2 separate regions of the Mus musculus genome follow, and region 1 is linked to region 2. Evidence: chromatin contacts called from public Hi-C data. All regions are on one chromosome and are shown on one strand. The core of a region is the stretch at or near the end of the contact, and the rest is flanking DNA. Distances in the headings are between cores, read along the strand shown. Region 1 overlaps Rab27a (RAB27A, member RAS oncogene family). Region 2 has its middle 13 kb from the start of Gm27204.

Region 1 (3,118 bases), core at 606-3,105, 300 kb before region 2:
TTCCAATCCAAAGAGAAACAAGTCTCTCACCAGGTATGGGGGGAGCTGTAGGGGCAGGGGGGACACACTTCTGATACCAGTGCCAGGGAGGCAGAGCCCAGCAGATTTCTGTGAGTTTAAGTCAGCCAATGTAGCGGTCTATGTGGCATTCCAGGCCAGTCAGGGCTACATATTCACACACACACACACATACCCCTCTCCAGGAAAGTCCTGGGCACTCTCATTTCACATGTCAAACGCTAACAAACTCTCTGACAATCAGAACAATGATCTTCTGTCCGTCCCCCTCACAGAGACACCTCATCCTGCTCATGAAAGGTGGGTCTGCCCATCTATGCGCACATCAGGTGCCCGCCATGCCTCTCCATTCCCTCATACTGTCTACTCAGGTCCTAGGCTCAACACTAGGTGCTTCATTAGAATAAAAGTACAGGCGAGGGTCTTCTCCTCACACTCACCTCTTCTACCCCTGCCTGAAGCCTCAACTTGGTGACTATTAAAAATTCAAACTTCTCAGCCCCTAGAGCTGCCGTGGAGAACTTCCTCAGACAGCCTTAGCGTAGACCCGTGACCTCATATTGCAGATAGGACTGGCCCAGTGGATAAGGGCAGAGCCTTACCAACCTTCACAGTTCTGTTTGTAGGATATAAAGGGTGACACTTTACTGAGGGGTGGCTGTGTTCATAGTTTCTCCTTGCAGACACTGAACTCGGAATTACTGAGCTCTCCAAACGAGGAGCACATGAAGCTAGAGCCTGGCTTCGTGTTGTACAGAAACGGAGCTAAGACTTGAAAGCAGACCCAGACAGGCTCCAGTCAGCTGGAAGGTGGGGGCTTCAAATGGAAGCAAAGGGGCTCTGGTTCTGCAATAGAAGCAACAAAGACCCTGTACCTGCTTTATTTGTGCTTTATGTTAATTTGGGAAACGCTGGTCAGTCGGGTACCTATGCTTTAGTTTATTTATTTATTTATTTATTTATTTATTTATTATATATAAGTACACTGTAGCTGTCTTCAGACACACCAGAAGAGGGCATCAGATCCTATTACAGATGGTTGTGAGCCACCACGTGGTTGCTGGGAATTGAACTCAGGACCTTTGGAAGAGCAGTCAGTACTCTTAACGCTGAGCCATCTCTCCAACCCTTTAGTTTATTTTTTATTTTACAATCTTTTTTTTTCAGAGACAGGCTTTCTCTGTGCACCCCTGGCTGTCACAGAACTCACTCTATAGAGTGGGCTGATCTCAAACTCACAGACCCACCTGCCTCCTGAGTGCTGGGATTAAAAATCTGTGTCACCACTGTCTGCCCATATTATTTTTATTAATGATGTTGCCTTGTTTTGTTTTGTTTTTTTCAAGACAGGGTTTCTCTGTGTAGCCCTTACTATCCTGGAACTTGCTGTGTAGACCAGGTTAGTTTCAAATTAATGTGTGTGCCACCACACTGCCTGTGTTTTGTTTGTTTGGTTTGGTTTAAAATAAACAAACAAACAAACAAACAAACAAACCCTGGGGGCTAGATGGCTTGGTAGTTAAGAACACCTGTGGCTCTTACAGAGGACCCGGGTTTGGTTCCCAGCACCCACATCAACTCCTCATGATCACCTGTAAACCCAGCTCTAGGATCTGACGCCCTCTACTGGCTTCCTCAGACACTGCATGCAGGTACAAACCCATACACACAAAAATAAAGAATTGTAAGATCTTCGAAGAAAAAAGAACCGTGATAATACACCCCCTCACACAACGGCCCTGAAGATGGAAAGACATGCTGTGTGTGGAATACCCAGCATTCAGTGTCATCTAACAGCCTGTGACTCACAGAACTGCTAGGAAATGCCCAGAAACTCATCTACATTAAGAAGATTACTAAATTCGTCAAGCTAAGATGTGCTGAGGGCACTGGAACCGTGCATCACACATCTGAGTCCCTCTCTCCTGGAGGAAGTACTGTTTCAAAGCCTCCATCAGGGTCAAAAGCTCCAGGCACCTTCTGAGTGGACACACTCGCACTCAGTTGGCTTCTGCCTCTCCCTCCTTACACAAATATTTTCTCAAAGTGCTCCCCACCCTCATTCTCATCAGACTAACAATAGAAAGCACAGAACACCCATTTCCTCAACAAGAACCGCATGTTAGATAAGTGCCAGATAGGCAGAGAGCTTCCTTATTTAAAAGAGAAAAAAAAAAAGTGCAAGAGGAGGGCGGGGCCTGATGGTGAAAGCCAGGAATCCCAGCTACTCCAGAGGCTAAGGCGGGAGGATAGAAAAGGCAGCCTGGGCAACTTGTTGATAGGGTCTACTCAAACAGTAAAAGGACCTGAAGATGCAAGGGGGGCGGGGGGGGGGGGGCGAGCACTTGTCTAGCAGTTCAAGGCCTTAGGCTTAATTCCTAGTACCAAAACTAACAAAAAGACAAACAAAAACTGAAGACATAGGTAAATTGCTTTCCAGGGAGTAAATGAGGGAAGTGGTTTCAGTTCGGACAAAAGGAGATGAGCTTTAGCGGATCATGCCCTTAACCCTGAGACTCAAAAGGCTGACGCAGGAAAGGTTACTGGGCCGCACAGCAAGACTGTCTCAAAAAATAAGGAGAGAGGGACACATTGCCGGACACTGTCATATGCCACAAACAGCACTAGACATAGGGACTTTTACTTATTTATCATCCTTAGGTCTATAGATTTCCAACAGAGAGAGAGAGAGAGAGAGAGAGAGAGAGAGAGAGAGAGAGAGAGAGAGAGAGAGAGAGCCTTCCCAAAGAGGGTTTGCATAGGTCCCAATTCTGACTCTTCCTCTTCTGCCTTACACGGTTCAGTCCCAGTGCTTAAAAGTGACCTCATCCCTTCAATTATAAAACGGAGGCAACAGCCACCAACCTCCCGATAAACACCCTGGCGATAAGCAACTAAGGGGAATCTTGAGTTTTTTGGTTTTTTGTTTTGTTTCCTTTTTTACTTTTTTTTTAAAAAAGATTTATTTATTGTTATATGTAACACACTGTAGCTGTCTTCAGACACACCAGAAGAGGGCATCAGATCTCATTATGGATGGTTATGAGCCACCATGTGGTTGCTGGGATTTGAACTCAGGACCTTAGGAAGAGCAGTCAGT
Region 2 (3,475 bases), core at 296-2,795:
ATTTACTTCAGTGGTTCTCGAAACCTTCCTAATGCTGTGACCCTTCAATACAGTTCCTCATGTTGTATGACTCCTGACTATAAAATGATTTAATTATGACTTCATAATTAATTGTGCTGCTGTTATGAATCAAAGTATAAATATCTGATATGGAAGACATCTGAAGTGTGTCTCCCAAGGGGTCACGACCCACAGGTTGAGAACCACTGGGTTTCTTTATGGAAGAAGAGCTAGCTGATATATTTGAATCAGAACTATTTAATGATACCCATTTCAGCCCAGGTCTCTTTCTCCTCTCCCCTCTCTGCCTTCAGCTCTACCCCTGCTCCCCTCTCCCTTCTCCTCCCCCTTCTCTTTCTCAGGGGATGAGGGGGGTCTCTAGTTTCTTAGGAGCTATCCATTTTTTATTTATTTATTTATTTATTTTATTATTTTTTTTTTTTTTGGTTTTTCGAGACAGGGTTTCTCTGTGTAGCCCTGGCTGTCCTGGAACTCACTCTATAGACCAGGCTGGCCTTAAACTCAGAAATCCACCTGCCTCTGCCTCCCAAGTGCTGGGATTAGAGGAGTGGGCCACCACTACCTGGCCCACATTATCTTTAAGACAGGGTCTCTCACTGTCCTGGATCTCACTGAGTAGGCTGGTTGGGTAGCTAGTGACCCACCCCACCCCCACCCCGGGGGTCCCCCCTCCCTACCTCCCCACAGCACAGCACGGGGCTTGCAAGTTTGCGCCACCATGACTGGCTTGTTAAAAACAAACAAACAAACCACGGGTTCTGGGGATTTAACTTAGGTCCTTTACAGACTGAGCTATCTCCCAAGCAGATGTACACACACACACACACACACACACACACACTCACACACACTCACACACACTGACACACTCTTCCTTCCTCCCTTTCTCTCTTTCTTCTCCCTCCCCTTCTTCTGTTTCTTTAACATGTGAGAAGAAATCAAAGCCTAGGATCATTTAGGGGAATTTTCACTTTGGATCCTCTTTCTGTCTCCTAGACTGTCTTTGGGTAGTATCCCAGTCATGGGCCTGCTGGCCTAAGGTCTTTTCTTTCTTTCTCTCTTCCTTCCTTCCTTCCTTCCTTCCTTCCTTCCTTCCTTCCTTCCTTTCTTGCTCTTTCTTTCTTTCTTTCTTTCTTTCTTTCTTTCTTTCTTTCTTTCTTTCCTTCCTTCCTTCCTTCCTTCCTTCCTTCCTTCCTTCCTTCTTTCTTTCTTTCTTTCTTTCTTTCTTTCTTTCTTTCTTTTTTTCTTTCTTCCTTTCTTTTCCCTGCCCTGATCCCTCTCCACACTATTGACCTGGCTCACAGTAACCTGAGACAACTAGAAACCACTCTTTTCTGAGCCTCTCTAGCTTAGCTGCTGCCAGAGATCTAAGGTTGCAAAATTGTATCTGCTCCCCCCCCCCTCCGCCCCCAAGCAGCAATTAGGCAATTGACAAGCTCGGTGGCCATTTGTACCTTCTGAACAGCGTGCAAATGGCTGATGGTGGGTACTATGTAACAACAGCACATGTTCATCCCTGACCGTTAGCGCTTTCCAGAAACCAGACGACGGGCCAAAGACCATGCTGATGCCCTCGGAGTCAGCAAAGGGAGAGATGGCGCACGGTGCAGCCACCCCCTGGGAGCATGAGCAGCAGTATTTCTAAGATTAATCTGTTGGCAGCTGGTAAGTAGGTGAGTTCCCTGCAGCCTTTGAAAGCAGAGGGGATTGATTCGCAAACGACCGCCCACGCTTCCGGGCAAACATGAGTCCGTGGCGCCATCTTCTGGCAGAAATGACCTCAAGGAGTGGCTGAGGACAACAACAGACATTTTATTGGAGGTGTCAGAAGATTCTGAGCTAGGAGAAATCACAGGACTGGTTTTGATCTGGCCCTTTGGGCGCAGACGGGAGTCAGGGGTAGAGCAGAGATAGAAACTCAGCGGATGAACCGATTGACACCCGTTGATTCTTTCAGCTGAGCCCAGCCAAGCACAGTATATGCTCATACCCTCCATGTGAAAAGTGAAATCAGACAGGCTCAAGAGATGGCTAATTACATGTCCCAGTGGCCTTTCATACACACAAATGACACTTGTAACAGAAACTCAACCTAGGCTCCACAGTGTCTGGGAAAATACCGCCACTCTACCCTGCTCCTGTCTCCAGAGCTCCTGAATGGTCACAGGCCCAGTTATTTGGAGAGAGGACCGCGGAGGGGGCCCCCAGAGAGCAGGGGCATGGAGCCCTAAGAAGGCAAGTGGCTCACAAGCAGTCAGTCAGTAAACAACATTCACCAGACACTTTGTTCTCGAGTTTTTCTCACAAATGCCAGACCAGTGTCTTATTTGGAAAAAATAACTCCTTTGTTATGAAACACAGTGGGGGAGACACTTATTAAGTATAATAGATTGGGCTGGTGAGGGGGCTCAGGGAGTAAGGCTGTTTGACTCCAAGCATGGACCTGGATTTGATCCTAACGAACCACAGACTTCTGAAAGTTGTCCTCTGCCCCCACACACATGCCATGGCACATGCGTGCACACACACAGAGAGAAGTAGAATACACATATATGCCTGCATAGTAGATTACCACAGAAGGGGACACAGGCATCATTTCCCAAGCATCTCTCTCTTGTATACTTGTAACATGCCTGCCACATGTTACACTATTACATATAAATACATTATCCTCTCCGGGTCCTAACCCAGTGGGAGGAGGTCCAGAAATCTCACTCAGAGACTGCTTACCTTTTTTTGGTTTTGTTTGTTTGTTTGTTTTGCTTTGTTGTTTTGTTTTGTTTTCGAGACAGAGTTTCTCGATGTAACAGTCCTGGCTGTCCTGGAAATTGCTCTGTAGACCAGGCTGACCTCCAGCTCACAGAGCTTCTGTCTTCCAAGTGCTGGGATCGAAGGTGTGCACCACCACCGCCCAGATAGGTTATCTGTCTTTTGTATGGTCCTATAATTAAAGTTATTCTTTTGGTGACTCAGTTTGTTATACAACTGCAGCCCATGGTCCTTTTTTTTTTTTTTTTTTTTTTTTTTTAATTAATCTGGAATTTCATTCCATTCTTTTTTTTTTTTTAAAGATTTATTTATTTATTATATGTAAGTACACTGTAGCTGTCTTCAGACACACCAGAAGAGGGAGTCAGATCTCGTGATCAGATGGTTGTGAGCCACCATGTGGTTGCTGGGATTTGAACTCCTGACCTTCGGAAGAGCAGTTGGGTGCTCTTACCCACTGAGCCATCTCACCGCAGCCCATGGTCCTAATGGGTCACTTCCTGGGCCTGTTTGTCTTCTACAGAGAGGTGGCCATGTTCCTCTTGCTCTCTTCCCCTTAACTCGCCTTGGTTTTCTCCATATCTCCTGCCTGGAGGTTCTGTTCCCACCATGCAGCGTCCATCCCTGGTCACAAGTACAACCTGTTGAGAGCTCGGCTGTGGGAAATGTTCTTTCTTCTATACCC

What was found. Hi-C and Micro-C count contacts between places; a contact is called where the count stands out from the background.
Region 1: a contact with region 2 is called in a Hi-C map of the G1E-ER4 cell line, with 5 times the contacts expected there. The contact joins two enhancer-like sites. A contact is called at or near these places in 16 of 484 Hi-C or Micro-C datasets (the G1E-ER4 cell line, brown adipocytes, embryonic fibroblasts and 9 more), 3 of 115 datasets of contacts at active chromatin or transcription factors (T-cell acute lymphoblastic leukemia, forebrain and memory CD8 T cells) and 1 of 9 other capture datasets (embryonic stem cells).

The regions. Positions count from the first base shown.
Region 1 is chr9:73,070,123-73,073,240 of GRCm38.p6, reverse strand. All of the region lies in intron 1 of Rab27a (RAB27A, member RAS oncogene family), which reads right to left. Among named protein-coding and RNA genes, the nearest start is that of Rab27a, 27 kb to the right of the region's middle. Within about 2 kb of position 1,855, at least 77 of the 459 cell types and tissues checked have an H3K27ac peak or open chromatin away from gene starts, as enhancers often do. A contact at or near this core is called in the G1E-ER4 cell line, T-cell acute lymphoblastic leukemia and embryonic stem cells, where this site is marked.
Region 2 is chr9:72,765,176-72,768,650 of GRCm38.p6, reverse strand. No RefSeq gene overlaps it. Among named protein-coding and RNA genes, the nearest start is that of Gm27204, 13 kb to the left of the region's middle. Within about 2 kb of position 1,545, at least 72 of the 459 cell types and tissues checked have an H3K27ac peak or open chromatin away from gene starts, as enhancers often do. A contact at or near this core is called in the G1E-ER4 cell line, T-cell acute lymphoblastic leukemia and embryonic stem cells, where this site is marked.